Linked DNA regions of Sus scrofa: regions 1 and 3 are each linked to region 2. The links are chromatin contacts, called in public HiChIP or PLAC-seq maps. All regions are on one chromosome and are shown on one strand. Each heading gives the region's core, a stretch centred on a gene start, on an enhancer-like site or on the middle of the called end of the contact. The rest is flanking DNA. Distances are from core to core; before and after follow the strand shown.

Region 1 (2,700 bases), core at 160-2,659, 110 kb after region 2:
CTGGTGGGAGCTTCACCAGGAAATGCTGTCCGCCTCAGGGGACTCACACAGCCCTGCCATCCCTGTGGTCTTGGCTGTGCCCACACCCAGTCTTGGGAGCCAGAACATTCCACCCTGAAAGCAGGAGGGAGAGCTGGAGGCCGCTCAGTCTGGGTCAGAGAATAGCCCTAAGGAGAGAGGTGGGGCCTGCCACAGAAGGAGCGGGGCTGTGGGAGCCCCAGGGGCTGGGCTTCTGCTGTGTGCCCTGGAGTAAGTTACTTAACATCTCTGAGCCACAGAGGGCTGAACACAGAGGAGGAAGTTGCCCTGTCCCGTGGAGGGCCCAGGCAGAGCTGCCACCTGCTGTGTGAATGGCCCAGCTAGGAAGGCCTGGAGCCTGTGGAATCACTCACAGGAGGGTCTTTGTGTGCCTCCCCTTCCCTTCTCTGGACCCCAGACCACACCCTGGCCCTTGCCATGCTGTGTGGTCATGGCACAATTATTTGTCAGTCTCCCCCCACCCTAGACTGTGAGCTCGCTGCATGTGACTCCCCTGTACCCCAGGAGTGGCCTAGACCTCTCATCCCAGGGAGGGCACGGATGGAGTCAGTGGGGTGCAGTTTTTCAGTCCCTCTCAAAGGAAAGGGCCCACCTGGTACAACCCCTCTTCAGGACTCCTCCTCTGAATCTCCATAGTGTTCTTGGCTGTAGTCCTGCCCTGACATTGTTGCATTGACCTTGTTTTAACACGGATCTGTGTGCAGGTGGTCCAGAGGTCAGGAGCAGGGGCGGTGCTGTCAGCCCTGGGCTTAATCCTGGTTTCCTCACTAACCATGAATGTGACATGATTTAGCATCTCAACCTCAGGTTCCTTTTCTGCAGAATGGTCAGAGACCATGTCAGTGAAGCGTCTCCCACTGTGATATGGTACATGGATGCTCAGATATTGATTGTTCTGAAGACCCTACACCCTCCCGCAATATACACTCATGCCCTGCTCCAGGCAGGCCCCACATCAGACTGACATTTCTCTCGCTCTCAGCAGCAATGAAGCACAGCATTTTGCACAAAGCTCAAGATGTGTTTGTTTAACGAGGGGGCAGGTGTCACGGGGACCGCCTCCTCCAGGCTGGCCATGCTCACTCTGGGCAACCACCCAAGTGGCTTCTCTTGTCAGTTGGCTGCCTATTGAACCCTCCAGGGACTTGGGGCTGCTGGACTAACAGTGTGGGAGAGATGAATGACATCCAGGCACCCATGTGAGACACCTTGCTAGCTTATTCTACCGGGTTGGGGCCTATGGAAATCATCAATGAATTCTTTCCTCCAGAGATGCTGTGTGTGTCCAGCCTGCACATCTGTCTCCCAGGCCCTCACCTCATCCCACATCATGGGCCCAACCTTTGTTCTCTTTTCTCTTCCTGGATTGGCACATACTAAATGCTCACCCAGCAGTCCAGCCCAGTCTCCTGCCAGGCTGGCTGTGAGGTTCCGGCCACAGTGTGAGTTTTGCAACCATCAACCTAGAGCGCTTGCTTGGAATAGCGGCGGGAGAGAAATGAATTGTTTTCAAGGGCATTTTTTTAAGGATGGCTCTTTAATGGGGTCCCTGCTTCTTTGAACTCTTCTAGTGCTTTCATTTTATAGTTATGGATTTTTGTGATCATAAAAGTAATACATAGTTATTATAAAGGTATGGGAACATTAGAGAGATGTGTGGCTTAGAGTGTACAAGCACCCATGCTTCAGAGAGGACCTCTGCCAGCTCCTGGCATAGATTTTTCCCTCCTGGTGGTTTGGCGTTTTGTCTCCTATTAATTCTCCCCAAAGAGAGGGGCCAATGACCCAGCCTCTTGTCTGGCGCCTGCTGGAGGCAGTGTTTGCTGTAACCTGAGTTCAGAAAGTGGCCATCTTAAGGGGCAGGTCTCCAAGGGCAGTAGCAGAGCCCTGAGCTGTAATACCATGTAGTGAAGAATATCTGAGCACTGCCATCCAGAGCCTAAGAGAATTGCACTGGGCCTCAGTCCTCCTCATCTGAACAATGGGGATGACAATGTGCTAGTGTTTCAGAGGGAGAATAAGACTCAACAGTGAGACAGCAGATGGGAACACACTCAGTAAGCTCTAAATTCAATGTAATATTATTTATGGGTTTTTTTTTTTTTTTTTGGCTGGGGGGGGGTTCGCCCCAAGGCATATGGAGTTCCCAGGCCAGGGGTCAGATCTGAGCCACAGCCTTGAACTAAGCCACAGCTGCAGCAACGCTGGGTCCTTAACCCACTGTGCCAGGCCAGGAATTGAACTCACGTCCTAGTGCTCCCAAGACACTGCCGATCCCACTGTGCCACAGTGGGAGCCCCTATTATTTGGTTTTGAGAAATAATTGCTGTTACTACCAAATAGCTCCCCGAGGGCTTCAGCCAGTAGTCTTGGTGACTTAATCCTAAGGATTAGGAATTCATCTGTTGTCACTGTATATATGTGTGTGTGTGTGGATACAGACAGACACATATGCACATATACTCACATGGACATACAAGAGGACCCGTGACGGGAACTGCTGGGAGTTCTACAGATTGATGTGCATCTCACTGTGATGCCCATCTAGGAGCTTGTGCTCTGGAGTGGCAAGAGCATGTATCAGGGCCTCCAGACCCATGGGAAGAGCTGACAGTCAACTAGAGCAGCACAGGCTGTCCCCAAGGCCAGCCCGTGACCAGC
Region 2 (2,700 bases), core at 12-2,511:
GAGGAAACAGGTCTGGAGAGATTGAGTCACTCCACCAAGGATACAGAGTCAGGATATAAATCTGGGTCACTTGATTCTAGAGCCCATGCTCTTTCCACCATCCAGAAATAAGTTTTACGATTTTTCTCCTGATTTTACAAATATCACATTCTCACAGGAAACCTGGAAAACATACCAAAGTATAAAATAGCCTAATTCCACTCCTCCGAGAAAACCAGATCAAGCTTTGATGTATTACTTCCAAATTTATGTTTATGCATATTTAGTTGAGACTGTATAGTGCTTATAGTTTTGTGTCTTGTTTTATGTAACATATAAATATTTCTTCATATCATTAAAAAATCTCGACTAACATCATTTTCAGGTGAACATGACATTCCGCCCTATGTCTGTCATCTCACCTGTTGTTGGACATTTAACCTCCATCTATATTTTACTACCGTCAATGTCAAGACGGCCATCTCTGAAGGTAATCTCTTATTTATATTTCTCCTTACTTCTTCAGGGCAGATTCCTGGAAAGGAAATTTCTAGATCAGAGGGCAAGAACATTTCATAGACATTATGAGGCATTAAAATGGACCACAGTGTCCTCTGCTTTTATAAACAACAAAGACCGGCAGGACTTTCTAAGACTCTGATTAACATCAAGATAAATTAAACAGGGAAGATTTTGACTAAGAAAGGACTGACTAGCAGTCAGGGTTATTCAGTGCTTTTCTCACCAGGAGGGGGCAGCACAAACAAATGCCAACAGAGATCCTCCTTGGCCATTGAATCTGACATTTTTGTAGCTTGCTTTTTTCTTTTTCTTCTTTTTTTTTTTTTTGGCCAAACCTGCTTTGTAAAAAGTTAGCAACAACAAAGTCATCACATTTACAGGCAGGGGCCAGAAAGGAAAATCTAGTTTACTTGAAAGATTTACAGCTTTTAGGAATGTTCCGGAAGACTGATCCAGATGGCAAAAGGCTAGAGAGAAAAGAGTCTTTCTTTCCAGTGTGGGTTTACACCCGAGGCTAGCAAGCAGGTCAGGGTAATGGCAACAGCAGGAAGAATGGCCTTGGTTAGCAGGATTGATGATGGCCTTCTGTGCCTGGCAAGAGGGGTCTGAGAGCTGGTGAGGGGGTTTATCTTCCCAAACAGGATGGCGGGAGGAAGAAGGAGGCACATGACAGCCAGCCTGAGGAAGACCTTTGGAAGCGCAGGCACAAGGTCAGCGATGTGAGGAAGGGAGGCATTAATGAATCACAGAGAACTATGCTGTGTCAGACTGATGACGGGCTGGTAAGCCTCAGGAAGGAATGTGCTTGCAGTGTACCTGGAGCCCGGTGGGCTGACCTGTGCCGTGGATCGAACCTCCAGAGAGTCTGCATAGACCCTGAATTTGTACAGAACTCCTATAGAAAAATAGACATGTTTTATCCAGGGACGGGGTGGTGTGTTGGGAGAGATCTATAGCTTTCAGGAGCCTATGACCCCAGAAAGATTAGAAGCAAGTAATCTGGGGAGTAACTGTTGTGGCTCAGTGGCTTAAGAACCTGACTAGTATCCATGAGGATGTGGGTTTGATCCCTGGCCTCGCTCAGTGGGTTAAGGATCCAGCGTTGCCACAGGCAGACGTGGCTCAGATCCCGCATTGCTGTGGCTGTGGTGTAGGCCTGCAGCTGTAGCTCCAATTTGACCCCTTGCCTGAGAACTTCCATATGCCGTGAGTATGGCCCTAAAAAGATAAAACAAACAAATAAGTAATCCGTGTACCTTCCCTCCACCTCCAGATGTGGCACTCTCTTCCCTGAACTGAACTCCTTCTGTCTTGTTTCAGGGGCACCTCTTGCCCTACAAGTGGCAGAAAACTCTGCCTAGATGGAGTGGTGGGGGCCCCAACCTAACTCCTGGGTGATGGTGGGCTTAGCAGGGGTCATGGGGGGCTCAGGTGGCTGAGACCAAATGCTCAGGGAAAAAGCTCTTTGGAACAGCAGAAAGCTGGGGGGCGTCCAGCTGAGTCTATCGGGACAAAACCTCCACTTGGAGACATACCTCTTTTCTAAAAGTTTCATTCCTCCCACGGGAGCCTGGCAACGCCCAGAGCTGACTACAGCTGCTGCTTGAAGAGGCTTATTGGCACCGTGGGAGCTTCATGTTTGAGCTCTGTGGATCTCTTCATTATATCCCATTTCTGCTGGAGGATTTTTAAAATAGGCATTTATAGGAGTTCCCGTTGTGGCTCAGCAGGGTAAGAATTTCACTAGTATCCATGAGGATGTGGGTTCGATCCCTGGCCTCACTCAGTGGGTTAAGTATCCAGTGTTGCCACAAGTCACAGAGGAGACTCTGACCTGGTGTTGCTATGGCTGTGGTGTAGACCAACAGCTGCAGCTCCGATTCAACCCCTAGCCTGGGAACTTCCATATGCTGCAGAAAACAAACAAACAAAAATTATAAAATAGACATTTATTACAGCCTATAGCTGCAGAAACCTGTGAATAGTCTGAGGGACCCTCAATAGTACAACTGTTATGATCGGTTTTTACTCAGCTTCCACTTTTGCGCCCCAGTTTTCCACACCAACCAATTCTAGGACCAATTCTCCTGTCCTCTGTAGACACCACCTGGGTGTCCTATAAGTTCAATTCTTTTTTTTTTTTTTTTAACTTTTTTTTATTTTTTTTTTTTTGTCCTTTTGCTATTTCTTTGGGCCGCT
Region 3 (2,700 bases), core at 125-2,624, 87 kb after region 2:
AGGGACTCAGCGGGCACTCAGAGGGGTACAGTTTGATACACAAAGGAAAATTTCCTAGCCTGAAAAGATTTAGGGTCTGACAGGATAGAAAGGCGCTGAATGGAGGTGGGAGATGTGACAAAAGGCCAGAGTCAGCCAACCCCACAATGCCACCAGTGGCTACGCTCAGCTCCATCACCTAAATCCAGATCACAGCTTGCCGCCTGCTTCTTGGGTGACTTTTGGCAAGTTGCTCATTTCTTTGAGCTTTGCTTTTAAAATCATTTTTAAAATGATAAGATGGAGCTAGGGATTGTAGGGGGTGTAAGGAACATAGCCAGTGTAGCTCCATTCCTGGCACACAGTAGGCATGCACACTGGTTCCCTCCTTTTTTTTCTTTTCCTACTCCAGCCTAGAGTCCGCTATCTGTAGGTCAAGTTTCCTTCCAGATTCAGACTTATCAGGCAGTAGGTCATCTTTTTTTTTCCTTCCCCTTCCCTGGGAAGGACACCTGTGTCCAGTAACGTGTCTCCTAGAGAGAGAAAGTAGGAAGGAAAAGGAGAGGCTGACCCTGGCAGGTCCCTGTGCCTGACACACAATGAGCGTCACCAAACCTTTGGAAGAAAAGAGGTTCGAAATTAACCTCTGTCTGTTCCAAAATTGACTGAACCTTTAGCTTTCTCGCAAATGCAGCTGTGTTGAAACCTTTTCAACCTTAGAAACACATACCCACCCAAGGCCTTATTTTTGAGCGACTGGCTTTGACAAGAGCTTCATGGCCCTTTTGCATGTTTTTTTTTTTTTCTTTTTTGGCTAGATCTTTTAACCCACTGTGCCAGGGCTGGGGATTAAACCTGTGTTCTGGTGTTGCAGAGACACCATCAATCCCGTTGAGCCACAGTGGGAACTCCCCCTCTTGCATTTTGCAGTGAGGCTAATACACAAGTGTGGAAGGTGGCTGCCTGCTCTCCAGCCACATTATTTCCTAGTGTATCCCATACTCCTGGAAAGGTGGGAAACCAGTGTTATGAAAGATCCCGAGCAGAGTTCCTCTAGATCAGTGGTTAACAAACCCGACTAGTATCCATGAGGATGCAGGTTTGATCCCTGGCCCTGCTCAGTGGGTTAAGGATCCGGCCTTGACGTGCGCTGTGGTGTAGGTTGTAGATGTGGCTCAGATCTCGAGTTGCTGTGGCTGTGGTGTAGGCCCACAGCTGTAGCTCTGACTCAACCACCAGCCTGGGAAGTTCCATGTGCCATGGTACGGCCCTAAAAAGCAAAAAAAAAAAAAAAAAAAAAAAAAGATACTGAGCAAAACCAGAGCTTCAAGCGCCCTTAAAAGGGAATTTCCCCTGCCCAAGTGACATGCAGCCCAGCTGTGTTGAGAGTGAAACCTCAGGCACGGAGCTAAGGGGGTAAACCCAGGGCATCCAAGATCCTGTTTCTGCCCCAAAGCATGACTAGAGAGTGGCAGGCCAGGATCCCTTCTTGTCCTGGGGTCTGGGGGGTCAGGGTCCTTTCGCACAGCGAGGGGACAGTGAGGACCTTGTAAGGGTTTTTCATATCTTCAGCCAGAAGATATGATTCATTTTATATGTTACAAACTCCAAGAAAGATCTTGTTTAGATAAAGGGATTTTCTTGCAATAAGGGAGAGTTTGGAAACGACAGATAGGATCTATCCTATCACTGAACAAACTTTACTTTATTGGCCTCGTTGCTTGTATGCGTCCACCCTGTGCTCTGGCTGCAGAGAGGGCAGAGGCAGCTCCTGGCCATGGAGCAATCCTGTGGGAACGGAATATGCCTTTGAGTGTGAATCTTTTCTAGAGCTTAGCGACCTCGGCTCTAAAGAAGTTTCTTGTACCTACTCTGTGTATCTCTGGTGATGGAAACCTCTGTGGCAATTAGAGGACAGTTTTTATAGGACAGTCATCTAGAACCTTCTATCCAATTCCCTTTCGTCTTTTCAGAGAGTTAGTCCTCGACTTGTGGGCTATTCCTGGAGGCGGAGTCACATCCTCCCTTTAACTCTTTCATCCTGGGGCTATGCTGTTTTGTTAGCCTCTGTCTCTCTGATGTTCTCTGAACACGTTCCAAAAGCTCCATTGCTCTCTGAAGTCTGCAGCCAGCAATTAGATCCAGGTTCCCAGGAGAGGCGCCTTCCTGCTCCTGGGTCGAAGGCCTAACTCATGTGCTGGGGCATGTTCCATCTTGGTGGGAGGGGGAGTCAGCAGCACCAGCGCTGACCTTGTCATGCAAGGCTTAGGACAAGGGCCGTCAGTAAAGGAGCTGGGATAGCCTTTTCTCCTTTGAGATGTACTATCCAGATGTTGGGGTTCATCTTGCTTTTAGGTACCAGGATGACCTCACGTTTCAGATGGTCCTTTGAACTTGCCAACTCCTCCCTGCAGGGAACTAGCAAAGCCTACATTTGGCAGGAGAATGGTGATTGATTAATTCATTCAAACCCTTCTCGATTGTCTACTATTTACCAGGCACTTTGTTGGAGGCCAGGGACACAGTGGTGAGCAAAGACTTCATAGGATGGCTGGCCCTCCTGGTGTTCACAACCTGGTAGTGGATATTACCAGGTTATAATATTAATAACCAGATATTATCAAATCACTATCAAGTATAAAACTGCAACGAGGACAAGTACTGAGAATACAACCTAGCAGGGGGATTTAACCAATGCGGGACACCTTCCTGGGAAGTGAT

Evidence for each region. HiChIP or PLAC-seq counts read pairs in DNA pulled down with a chosen protein or histone mark.
Region 1: an H3K27ac HiChIP or PLAC-seq map of alveolar macrophages shows a contact between it and region 2. The contact joins two enhancer-like sites. A contact is called at or near these places in 2 of 47 Hi-C or Micro-C datasets (blood and liver) and 1 of 2 datasets of contacts at active chromatin or transcription factors (alveolar macrophages).
Region 3: an H3K27ac HiChIP or PLAC-seq map of alveolar macrophages shows a contact between it and region 2. The contact joins two enhancer-like sites. A contact is called at or near these places in 2 of 47 Hi-C or Micro-C datasets (blood and liver) and 1 of 2 datasets of contacts at active chromatin or transcription factors (alveolar macrophages).

The regions. Positions count from the first base shown.
Region 1 is chr2:24,657,035-24,659,734 of Sscrofa11.1, reverse strand. The region is part of intron 10 of PRR5L (proline-rich protein 5-like); the gene reads left to right. Among named protein-coding and RNA genes, the nearest start is that of TRAF6, 50 kb to the right of the region's middle. Within about 2 kb of position 1,409, at least 11 of the 83 cell types and tissues checked have an H3K27ac peak or open chromatin away from gene starts, as enhancers often do. A contact at or near this core is called in alveolar macrophages, where this site is marked.
Region 2 is chr2:24,762,437-24,765,136 of Sscrofa11.1, reverse strand. All of the region lies in intron 2 of PRR5L (proline-rich protein 5-like), which reads left to right. The region is part of intron 3 of LOC106507997 (a long non-coding RNA gene); the gene reads right to left. Among named protein-coding and RNA genes, the nearest start is that of PRR5L, 49 kb to the left of the region's middle. Within about 2 kb of position 1,261, at least 18 of the 83 cell types and tissues checked have an H3K27ac peak or open chromatin away from gene starts, as enhancers often do. A contact at or near this core is called in alveolar macrophages, where this site is marked.
Region 3 is chr2:24,675,110-24,677,809 of Sscrofa11.1, reverse strand. The region is part of intron 6 of PRR5L (proline-rich protein 5-like); the gene reads left to right. Among named protein-coding and RNA genes, the nearest start is that of TRAF6, 68 kb to the right of the region's middle. Within about 2 kb of position 1,374, at least 3 of the 83 cell types and tissues checked have an H3K27ac peak or open chromatin away from gene starts, as enhancers often do. A contact at or near this core is called in alveolar macrophages, where this site is marked.